Linked DNA regions of Ovis aries: region 1 is linked to region 2. The links are chromatin contacts, called in public Hi-C maps. All regions are on one chromosome and are shown on one strand. The core of a region is the stretch at or near the end of the contact, and the rest is flanking DNA. Distances in the headings are between cores, read along the strand shown.

Evidence for each region. A called contact is a pair of places that touch in the nucleus more often than the background predicts.
Region 1: a contact with region 2 is called in a Hi-C map of liver, with 4 times the contacts expected there. The contact joins two enhancer-like sites. A contact is called at or near these places in 3 of 16 Hi-C or Micro-C datasets (liver and mixed tissues).

Annotation. Positions count from the first base shown.
Region 1 is chr18:26,836,416-26,841,996 of ARS-UI_Ramb_v3.0, reverse strand. All of the region lies in intron 2 of PCSK6 (proprotein convertase subtilisin/kexin type 6), which reads right to left. Among named protein-coding and RNA genes, the nearest start is that of PCSK6, 56 kb to the right of the region's middle. Within about 2 kb of position 3,861, at least 19 of the 54 cell types and tissues checked have an H3K27ac peak or open chromatin away from gene starts, as enhancers often do. A contact at or near this core is called in liver, where this site is marked.
Region 2 is chr18:26,734,567-26,739,618 of ARS-UI_Ramb_v3.0, reverse strand. No RefSeq gene overlaps it. Among named protein-coding and RNA genes, the nearest start is that of PCSK6, 46 kb to the left of the region's middle. Within about 2 kb of position 3,643, at least 27 of the 54 cell types and tissues checked have an H3K27ac peak or open chromatin away from gene starts, as enhancers often do. A contact at or near this core is called in liver, where this site is marked.

The DNA of each region.
Region 1 (5,581 bases), core at 2,612-5,111, 100 kb before region 2:
CCATCTTCTCAAGATGAGGTGAAGAGCAGTGCGTACTTCGGAAGGTAACACCTCCTCCAGCTCTCTTCTTGAGAAGTCAAGTTAAAATTTGGCATCTGCTAAATGTCACTCTGCACTTGAGAGGAGGTAAACCTAAAAGATGCTGAGAAAGAGGCCACACAAATGAGCAGGACCCTAGAACGGCCTTGAAAACTGAGTTATCAGGCCATGCAATGCAGTGTGGTGTGGGCAGGAGGCCCACACCCTCTTCCCTTGGGCTGCTGGGCCAGAAGGCGGCCAGCAGGTCGTCCCGGGTGCGACAAGTGCCAAGGGGCTGTTCTGAAACTTTGTCCCATGAAAGCATGCCACCAGAGCAAGAACAGCCCTTGCACTCCACCCAAAGCCACTGCACACCTGTGCTCTGCTTAACGCCCTCCACCACCCACAGGCCCTGCCTGCTAGGGAAGCCCTGGGCCACCACCAAGAGCCGGTGGGGCCCAGAAGGGGCCCCGGGGGCTCCACTTGGAGACAGAATGAAGGACAACAGCCCTTCTCTGAGACCCTTGTGACCACCCTCCCAGACCCCCACCAGCTCAAGGGGAGGAGCAGGAACTGAATCAAGCTGCCTGCCTCCTCACAGGCCCCACGCTCAGCCTGTGACATGGAGTTCTATTCAGGTCCCGTGTTCGCACACAGCAAGAGAGACAGTTCTGGTCTGCCTTCCCCTCTCTCCCCACCTTGGCATCCTTGAAGTGAGGGACATATCCTTCTGTCACCAGGGAAGGAGGGAGACTCCCTCTCCCGTGTGTTGTGATAGAGCCAGCCATGCCTGCAGACCAGGGCAAGTCTCTGGAAGTCATGAGAGGCCAGACTCCAAGTGTCCAGGGCCCAGATCCGAAGGCCTCTTCAGGAGAGAGGCTAGCAGCAGGCACACTGGGAAAGTAAACCTGTGACCCTGTCGTCTGCCCCTCAGCCTCCAGCCTGTGGAGCGAGGGTCAGATCAGCCCGTCTGGGGCCCCTGCGTGCGAAGGCCTGGATGCTCACATCCCGAGTCCCATCGACCCTGACTGCTCCACACACCTGCTGCAGCACGTGCTGGGCCAGCTTTCTACCGGCCGACATGCAGTGAGATGCGAACTCACAGCGTGAGGACCCACAGAAAGGAAACCACGTTCCCTGACCAGAGCACATCACCTTACAGTTTGTGACGTGCTCCTTCTCTGAGGATAGGCCATGGACTGCAAGTGTAGGACATGAGCAGTTGCCAAGTGGGGGCTTCCTGCCCAGCATCCAGGGCCCCTGGAGGGGGGAGGGGCAGGCTCAAGTCCCAGGAACCCCAGAAGCTGTGTGTAGAGCCGTGTGGATGTGACCTTAGGGTTTCTTTCCTCCTCTGAGAGAAACGGTGTCCACAGCCTTCATCAGCCTTTCCAAGAGGCCTGCGATTCTGGCACAGTTAAGAAGCACAGAACTGAGGCCAGCTTGCAGAGGTGGAGAGTGATCAAAGACAGAGGACTGTCACCCCCTCCTCCGCCCACAGCCTCCTTAGAGTGAGTCTCAGGGAGACACCTGAGCCCCCTGAGGTACCACCCATGGTGGGGAGGAGATGCCAGGCTGCTATGCAAACCCAAGAGCCTGAGCGGTAGAAGACGCAGAAGAGAAGGAAGACAAACCACAAAACAAAACTGATCTAACGCAGCCTAGACGCAACTCCCCCTGCCCCAATCCCCTCACAGGACAGAGGCCACTGGAGACACAGGCACATCTCTATTCCTTCAGCTGGCCAGAGCACAGGCCACCTCTCAAATCCTCCCTGTCAAAGTTGAAGGACAGGGGTCAAGAGGTGACTGCTCATCACTGGTATGAGCCGGCACCACCCCCCTGCAAATGCAGGAGACAAGACGGGACTCAGGAGGTCAGGGTCCTTGATTATCTGAGTTCTCACTTTCCTGAAAGGAAAGGGGAAGCTCCTCCCACCTGCCCTGTGCCCCTAAGGATCACAAAAGGGACGGGGGGCCGGAGTGCTGACTCCAGGATCACCAGCCAGACAGGGCTGCCCGGCCGGCCCTCGTCAGTGCCGTCTGGTCAGTTAAAGCCCTCTTTAGGGCTTCTGTCACAATGTAACCAAGGCCACAAGGTACTTCTGAAGTTGGGCATTCGGCAGTCAAATGACAGGGATGCAATCCGGATCACTGGGCAGCGGGGGACGCTGCCAGACCCGAGCGTCCTGGTGGGCGTTTCTCCCTCAGAGCCACAGGCTCGGGGACCCAGAGACACCTTTCTCGAACATCCCTGGGTGATGCACGATGGGCAGGGAGGGGCTGGATTCCTCACTCCCCATGCTGGGCCGGTCTGGGCACCAGAACTCACATCCAGGGCTGACTGCAGGCCAGCCTCAGCTGGCATAAGCTCGTCAAGAAATTTCCACCCTTGCCTCAGGATCAGTATCACAACCTCTGTGCAGCATGAAGGAGGTTTCCTTTTTTCCCTCATTGCCACCACAACAAGGGAACATAAATTAGACAAAAATAGGAAAATATGTAAAGTTACACTTGTTAAAAAAAAAAGTCATTACATAAAAAGAAGTCTATGAGAAAACAGTAACAGATACAACTTGCTATGTGAACCTACCCTGTGAAAACTGACATCTGCTTCAGTAAACACTGAGGGTCTATCTGCTATTCACCAGGTGGCCTGCCGGACTTGGGAGTGAAAGCAAGTGAGGGTGGCCAGGCCCTGAGAACGTGACTCACCCTCCCCAACCCCCAACCACCCAGGCACAAGATGGGCTACTTGCATCTGAACCCAGTCCCTCTCTCCCCACATCTCTCTGCAGCTCCTGGGCCTGGAATCCCAGGCCTCCTGGGAACGACCTGCAGTTCCCACCAGCCCTGTGCTAGTCCTGGTCACTAACAGATTCCCAGCAAACGAAGCCCTCTTCACTCCCACCAAACTCCGCTGAGCTTGGGTCCTTGGTTTCTGGGGTGGCTGGAAACAGATTTACAGGAACAAGAGCAGGACCGAGGGCTGAGGGCCTGTCTGCTGCTCTGGATGGGCTCGCAGTGCTGGGAACCCCAGGGAGGAGGATGCCGGTGGGTTCCCAAGCCTGGTAAGACAGTGCGTGCCCTGCAGCAGTGGGCAGCTCCAAACATGGCCGGATGAGCTCTGGCCATGTGGCTTTCATGCAGGGACAATATCTAAACAGCCTGGACCCCTCCACTCCAGGAGTCCCAGGGACCTCACAGACCCAGAGCATGGACCTCCCACCACTTAGAGCAGCACCCTGAGCCAGCTCCCAGTGGGAGGGCGCATGGGCTGAGACTGGAGAGACACCAGGGGAGGCAGGGTGTGCACAGGCTGCTGGAGGAAGTGTAGATGTCATCCGGTGAGGATCACAATGCCCAGCCTGGCCGCAGGGAGGCCAGACCAGGGGGCCTGAGCAGGACCACAATAAGGGCTGGGCAAGGATGCCCACAGCTGGCCAGTGAAAGGGGCTGTGCGGCATCCAGGCAATAGAGGAAGGGCTGGAGCAGGGGTGCAGGTGGGGACTCAGGACAAGGCAGGACGGGGCTGCCCAGGCAGAGGAACGAGAGTGGGGGAGGCGCGGCTTCTCTCCGAGACAGAGCTGTGGTTGGGATGTTACTCGGCTTTGGGACACAGTGACTGTAGGACTCTTGGAGGCATGTAAGTGGGATTGTGGGACTTCTTGAGGCATATAAGTGGAAGTGTGAGCCTCCTGGTGAAATCATAAAGCACCACCTTTTAAAGCCTATTTGAAAATTCTGTTTGCCAGTTCATAGCAGCCAGTCCACTAGACCCAGCGGGGTTGTGCTGAAATGTACAGACAGCTGAAGGCCTCCCCGCCCCACATGGGTGGGCCCATCGGGCTGTGTGTGGCAGTCTACCCCACTCCCCAGCCCAACCCATCCCCTCCACCCCCAGCCCATCCCACAGTTCATCAACCCCCAGATCAATGCAGTCACTTCCTGTCCACGTGCTGGTATTTGCCAGGAACTTTGTTTGTTTGCACACCCAGTGGCTCTAGCACACAAAGCACAGATAAAAGTCCCTCTGTGGTTAATGGAAAGATCAGCTTCACTGTTGCATCACTGCTGGAGGAGAAGCTGAAGCTGATGAAGCTCTGGGGCAAAGTCCTGTCCCACAAACAGCATGCCCACCCTGGTCCTGGAAATCACTTCCCAGCTCCCAGGCGCTGAAGGACTGGAGCAGAGAATCAACTCGAAGCCTCCCACCACTCCATGGGAAGCCACCGAGGGCCCCTGACAACATCTTTATCCTTCCATTTCCGTCATTGATCTGGCTGAGCAGACAGTGGGAGGGCTGAGCCAGAGTCACCACTCTAAAATGTAAGGCTTGGAAGACGCAACATCCAACTATCAGCCAGCTTGGAACATAGTCAGAACAAGTAATTTTTAAAACATTTGGGAGCCCTTACAGCTATTGGCTGGTGCTTCTGTAACATCCACCCTGCTCCAGACTCTTGGCGAAAGAACAAGTTAAAAACAAATGCTTTCAGTTGGCTTAAATGACAGCCTTTTGGAGAAACCCAGCGACTGATACCGCACCCGGAGAGCAGGCTGGCTATTCTCCCAAGAAGAGAGAGGGCTGGCCCACCAAGCTCTTCCAGCAAAATGGCCCTTTTCAAAGGCGGTTTAAAACATCAAGCAAAGGTGATTAGGGACAACTGTACAACGCTGGTACAGGGTCAGAGCAGAGATGCCTAAAGTATGTGCATGCATGTGACTGAAGTCTTCAATCTTCCCTCCCGCTGGTGTTCTGTTCGGTTCTGTTTAACAAATGTACACTCTATCAGCTTTTAGGAGAAGTAGGGGTGGGCTTTAAATTCCATCACTTATCAAAGCAATTGTATACAATAGGGACTGGAGCTAATTAAAGTAAAATACCATCTGCATTTGACTGAACTTTATCCTAAGCCCTATAACATTCATTTCCAGTTTGGTCATTCAAACAGGATGACAACTGCATTCCAATGACTCTGGATAGTATTAAATCATCTCTTCCCTTTTTTAATATTAATTACACAACTCTCTGATCGTGAAGGTGTCACAAAACACTTTGCTAATGTGGGAAAGTGTCCTAGTGCATTGCAGGAAAAGAACACTAAACATCTCCGTAAAATGGCTAATTTTACCTGATATTTGATTACAGTGACTTGGTAGAGTAAATATTAGTCAGACTGACAGCTAACTGATTTGGTTTGCATTAAAACTAGACTGATTTAAATGGAGGCGTTTCAGTTGCGATTCTGAATTTGTCATTGGTTCTGTTGTCTATATGCTCTCCCTGGGGCTAAATGTTTAATAAGAACTGTGGGAAACAACTGCAATCACGTGGGCCTTGCAGGCACTGGAATGTGTGGCTGTTTACCTTTTCTCTCCTTCTTCTCTGTTGGCAGGATGCTCCCACAGCAGCTCTGCCAGGAGCTGATTAAGAAACTCTGCATAAAAGGGATTTTTAATTTGAAAAAAGTTAACTGGCACTGCCTGTGAGAGTTCCTTCCCTCTTCGGGGCCACAACTGATGACCAGGAGCCCCTGCCCGCAGACCCAGAGTGAACACAGTGC
Region 2 (5,052 bases), core at 2,394-4,893:
AAACTCCACAAGAAAAGCTCGTAGAATTTCTAAGTTTTCAGTTGTTGGAAAACTGCTTTAGTTAGTCCAAACCCTTCTGAGAATTGTTTCAGCAGGTATAGAATTCTACATTCAAGATATTTCCTCTTAAGCCTTGGAAGGCCTTTGTCTTCAAGAATGCAACCTCCCTGAGGAGGTCCAGGCTTTATTTCTTTACAGGCAGTCCTCCTGTATTTGTTTGTTTTCTCCCTGAATGCTTTCAGCACCTGCCTTTCATCCTTCATGTTCTCAGATTCATGAGGCTGTGTCTGGGTGTGGACATTTCATTATCCACCCCAAGTGAACCTTGTAGGTCTCCTCAGTCTGATGACTTACAGCTCTTACCTCAGAGAAGATACCCTTCAGTCCATCTGAGATTGCTTTTTTCCCCTCCCTGTTCTCTGCTTGTTCTGGGACTGCAATAGGCAGACGTTGGACATCCTGGTTTGAATTGCTATTTGTCTTTTTTTCCCCATCTCTCTCATGTTTTCAGTTTTTTTCTCATTTCTATCCTATTTTCTGGGAAGCGTCCCAGTTTTTCTTTTATTGAAAGTTTTGTTTAAAAGATCGCATTTTTAATTTTTAAAATTTCTTCTTGATTATGTAATTATTTCCTTTTCATAGTATTGGTTTTTGTTTCACAGATTTAATAACTTCTCATATCCCTTTGAGGATATGAGAATTTTTAGGAATTATCTTGTGATCCCTGCGTTGTTTCTTTTCCTATAGGGCTGGCTTGCTTGCTTATCTTCCTATTTCTCATTCACATGGCAGGTCTCTCTTATGTGTCTGGGACCATTATATCTCCTTTCATGTTTGAGAGCAGCGCTCCAGACCAGTGGTCCTGGGTGCTTGGTACGTGGTTCTCCTGTGGCTGCAGTCAGTCTGGACTCTACTAGTCCTCTCCTTTAGCTGAGGAGGGTGACAGTGAGATCTAAGTGGGCAGGGCTTCTGGCTGAGAAGCTTCAGGCCTAAGCAACTGGGCTGACGGCTGATGTGTGAGAAACAGGAAGGCCTATTGGAGTGGTTCTCTGTCCTGGCTGCTGCTGCTGCTGCTAAGTCGCTTCAGTCGTGTCCGACTCTGTGTGGACGGCAGCCCACCAGGCTCCCCCATCCTTGGGGTTCTCCAGGCAAGAACACTGGAGTGGGTTGCTGTCCTGGCTGGTGGATGTCTTAAAAATCCTGATGCCTGGGCGATGTGCAGAACCCATGAAGTCAGAATCTTTTTAGGGGGTGGGGCCCCAGGCATCAGCATTTTCTAAAGTGATTCCGATATGCAGACAAGGATGAGAAGCTCTGTTCTAGATCAAAGATCCTCAGCCTACAGTGTGTGGCTTTCACCTCCTGGTGGGGGTGAGGTGGGGGGAGGCTGGTTAAAATACAGCCAGTGGGCCCCAAGGCTGAGAGCTTCTGATTCAGCAGGTATGGGGTGGACCTCGGAACCTGCATTTCTAACAAGTTCCCAGGTAATGTTGATGCTGCTGGTAGGGAACATGTTTTGAGAAGCATAGCTTTAGAGTTAATTCTTGCACATCGGAAAGCTTGTTCAATGTCTCTAAATAAGAGCCCATTTTGCGGCCTGAGGTTGTCGTTGTTCTGTGCCTTGGGGTGGGGAATGGCCAGATTGAGCTACTTCATAAGCAAATTTCCAATGAGTCCTGCACTTTTCAACCTTCCCCTCTCCCACCTCCTGACCTGCCAGCTGGCAGCCTGTGCCCCTCTGGTTGGGGGGGGGGGGGTACCAGCAGCCTGCAGCCTCCCTCTGGTGATGTCCCGGGCTGGACTCTTCTGTCCTTTCTCCTCTGTTCATACCCATCCACCTGGTTTCCAGCTTAAAGAATCATTTCGTGTTTTGTTTGTTTGTTTTTTTCAAAATTTTTGACTGCTAATGCCCCCTGCTTCCAGGCCGGCCTGGACCACAGCAGCCAGCTCATCGTCTCCCAGTGACCCCCATGTGCACCCTGGACAATTCCTGTTCCACCCACGCAACGCTTCTTTCCAGCTTGCGGTTACGGCTGTGGCTCCAGCGCTTACGTTGCTGGTTCACCGTGTCCAGGCACCACACTTCACAGATGGGGTCTACTGTAATCTCCAAACACTAAGAGACAGGCATTCTATTTTCTCCATTTAGGAAGGAGGGGCGTGAGAAGCAGAGATGCCTGCATGGTTGGGGCCCATGACTCCCACACAGGCTCATGTGCTGCTGGCTGCGCCTACAACAGGCTCTGCCCACGGGAAGCAGCTGTAGGACAGGTGATGCCATACACCTGGGCCACAGCAGTATTGCAGTTTTGCAACTGTGACCCCATTCTCCCTGGTTAAAAAAGTAATTTTTAAAATTATATCTATTTTTAAAAGATAATTTCTTTTGAAAATTAAAGTGAATTGAAGTTCATTTTACTCTGAGAGCTTAATAGTAGCTCTTGAGATAAAATGGATTTCAATTGGTTTAACTTTGAGAAGATTTTAGTAGCTGGTAGGATGCACACAACTGTCACAAGATCTCACAAAACTAGGTGAGAAATGTCCAGCCCACGTTGGAGAAGGATGCTGATTTGTTATCCACGGAGAGTTCCATCGGCTCCCGCGGGGATAGAAGACCCCAGCTAGGGGCCAGAATTTCCCACGTTTTCTATGGAGACCTTCAGTGGTTTCATCCCCAACCTTCAGCCAAGGAAGGAGGAAGCTAGAGAAGCTCATTGCCTTGTGGTTCCCCCATAGTGCCTGTTTGGAGCCAGATCCACAGCTGAATCCAAGTGAATCTGTGGTTTCGGGGAGGACGTTCCAAAGGCGTGTGGTTATGACTAGAGGCCATGCGGACACAGAAACTACAGCATAGCCCGAGCTCCCAGGAGCCCTGAGCTCTGTGCCCCTTTCTGCCGGCAGCGATGCTGTGGCTGCTCTCTGAGCTCCTAATCCTTTTTCCTGATCTTCGCAGTGAGCCTTCAGTAGAGGAGTCACAGGTCTCAGATGAACCCCGACGCGGATGAAGAGCAAACAAGAGTACGGCTTAGAGGTCACAGGGCACTAGGACGGAGATGCCCGGCCCCCGAGAGGACGGATCGCAGGAGCGCGCACCTGAGCACCTGTGCGCGCATGAACAGACGCACACAAGAATGCGCGCACGCACACACGCACACATGGGCGTGCAAACATGCACAGACACGCACATGTGAGAGGGAGGCGGGGCGCATCCTGGCCATTCACATCTGACCCAGGGCCTGAGTGATGTCCAGAGGGGACAGACAGCAGAGGAGAGAGAACAGGAGCGCTGGCACTTCCCGATGCTCCATAAACCCGGAGGCAAGTGCGGTGACAGAGCAATTTGAGCCAAAGTCACTCAGGGACCGAAAGGCAATTACTTAAATATTTAAAGCAGACGCCCAGCGAGGGGCTGTGGAGGCAGCTTTGTTAATATTTAACACGATCTGGGCAGTCACTGGGAGAACAGCTGTTTACTGAGAAGAACAAACAGCTCCGATTGCTCAAAGCTGGGGAGGCTTTAGGGGATTAGCAGCTGCCAGGGTTTCCAACTCCAGCAGCCCTCGACCAGGCCCGGGCCGGGCGGAGAGGCCTGCAGCTGTCCCCGGGGGCAGTGAGAACCATAAACACGCGTCACGGGCTTAGCGGCCCGGCTCCAGAATCGCGCTCTGCAGGAAACCCAGCCCTGCAGCTGGGCCTGGGAGGCGGCTCCTGGCTGGCTGGCAGCCCCTCGCGTGGGCAGCTGCGCCCCGCAGCCCTGGCTGGGTTGTCCTCCTGGACTCCTGCACTGTCCCAGGGGGTGTCCTTGCAGACTGGGCGCACAGCCGGGGGCAGGTGCTCTCAAATGGAGAACCTCTAACTTGTGAAAAGAATCCCAGGCTTGCTTGAAAGCCCTCCAGCTCACACTTGGGCCTTTCGGGACACCAAGCAGGACGGCTTCCTGGAGATGACAAGCCAGCCCGTTTTCTGGAGTGTGCTCTCCGTTGCTCCCACCTTGCAGTTGCCTGGTCTCCACCACAGTGGTTATCTTGCCCGAGTCTGGATCAATCAGGGCAGGAGTGACAGATCATGCACTCACCTCAAGCCTTATACCCACCCTCCCCCACCCCCACCCCTATTTTCCATCATCCCTAAGGCTCTCCCACAGAGGCCTCCTGGTGCCCCGCTTCCTCCCGCCTGACTGCGGCTCTTGGGGTCACCTGCACGTGAAATTCCAGCTCAGGACCAAGGGCTGCTGCCAAACTCCCCATTTCATCATCCAGGGCATCGACTGTGGAGTTGCCCAACCGTAGGCCCACAGACCAAGACACCTCCCGGCCAGTCACTGCCCACCCTGCCCAAACCACAGCTGACCTTGACCTCCGGACAACTCTGAGGCTGTTTGCACACCTGGCCATTTATTGTGAAGGATGAAGCGCTAAGCAGTGTCCCATTGTAACAGGTCTGTAGGCAGACTGGGGCCTGCACATCAGTCCTTGGGGAAGTCACTTTTCATTTGTTAGAGCCAATGTTTGCGTGAAGACTTAGTCCCAGGTTTCACAGAATGAATATAGTTTTATACCCTGAGAAAAAGACACGAGGCTCTGTAAGGTATTGGAAGAAGGTTTTCTCTGTGCACAGCACAGTTCTGACAGCCGGAAACCAGGAAGAAACATGGAAAGAATCTGAACAGCATGACACTGGTCAGTAGTCATTTATCTTCAGCAAAGAGGGGTCACAGGGTTGAGAAACATACAGGGTCACTAAGATGGTGCTGGGCATTTTTATTTTAGGCTGTCCAGCATCAGAATGGCCTTCTCACGTCGGGGGAATCAGCTCTTTTGGTGGGAGGCCAACCCCTGCTTCCTTCTACAAAAACCCAAAGGTCCAGAAGGAGCTCTTCCTGAGCCCTGGAGGGGGCACTGGCCTGGGCAGGGACCCCAGCAGGCCTGGGCACAAATAGCAGAGGCCTGGATACAACCTGGGCAGGCCCTGGGCTGAGGCTACGGCCCCCAGCGCCTCTGGGGTTCTGATCATTTCCTCCAGGTGATCCTCCAGCCACTGGGTCTCCCT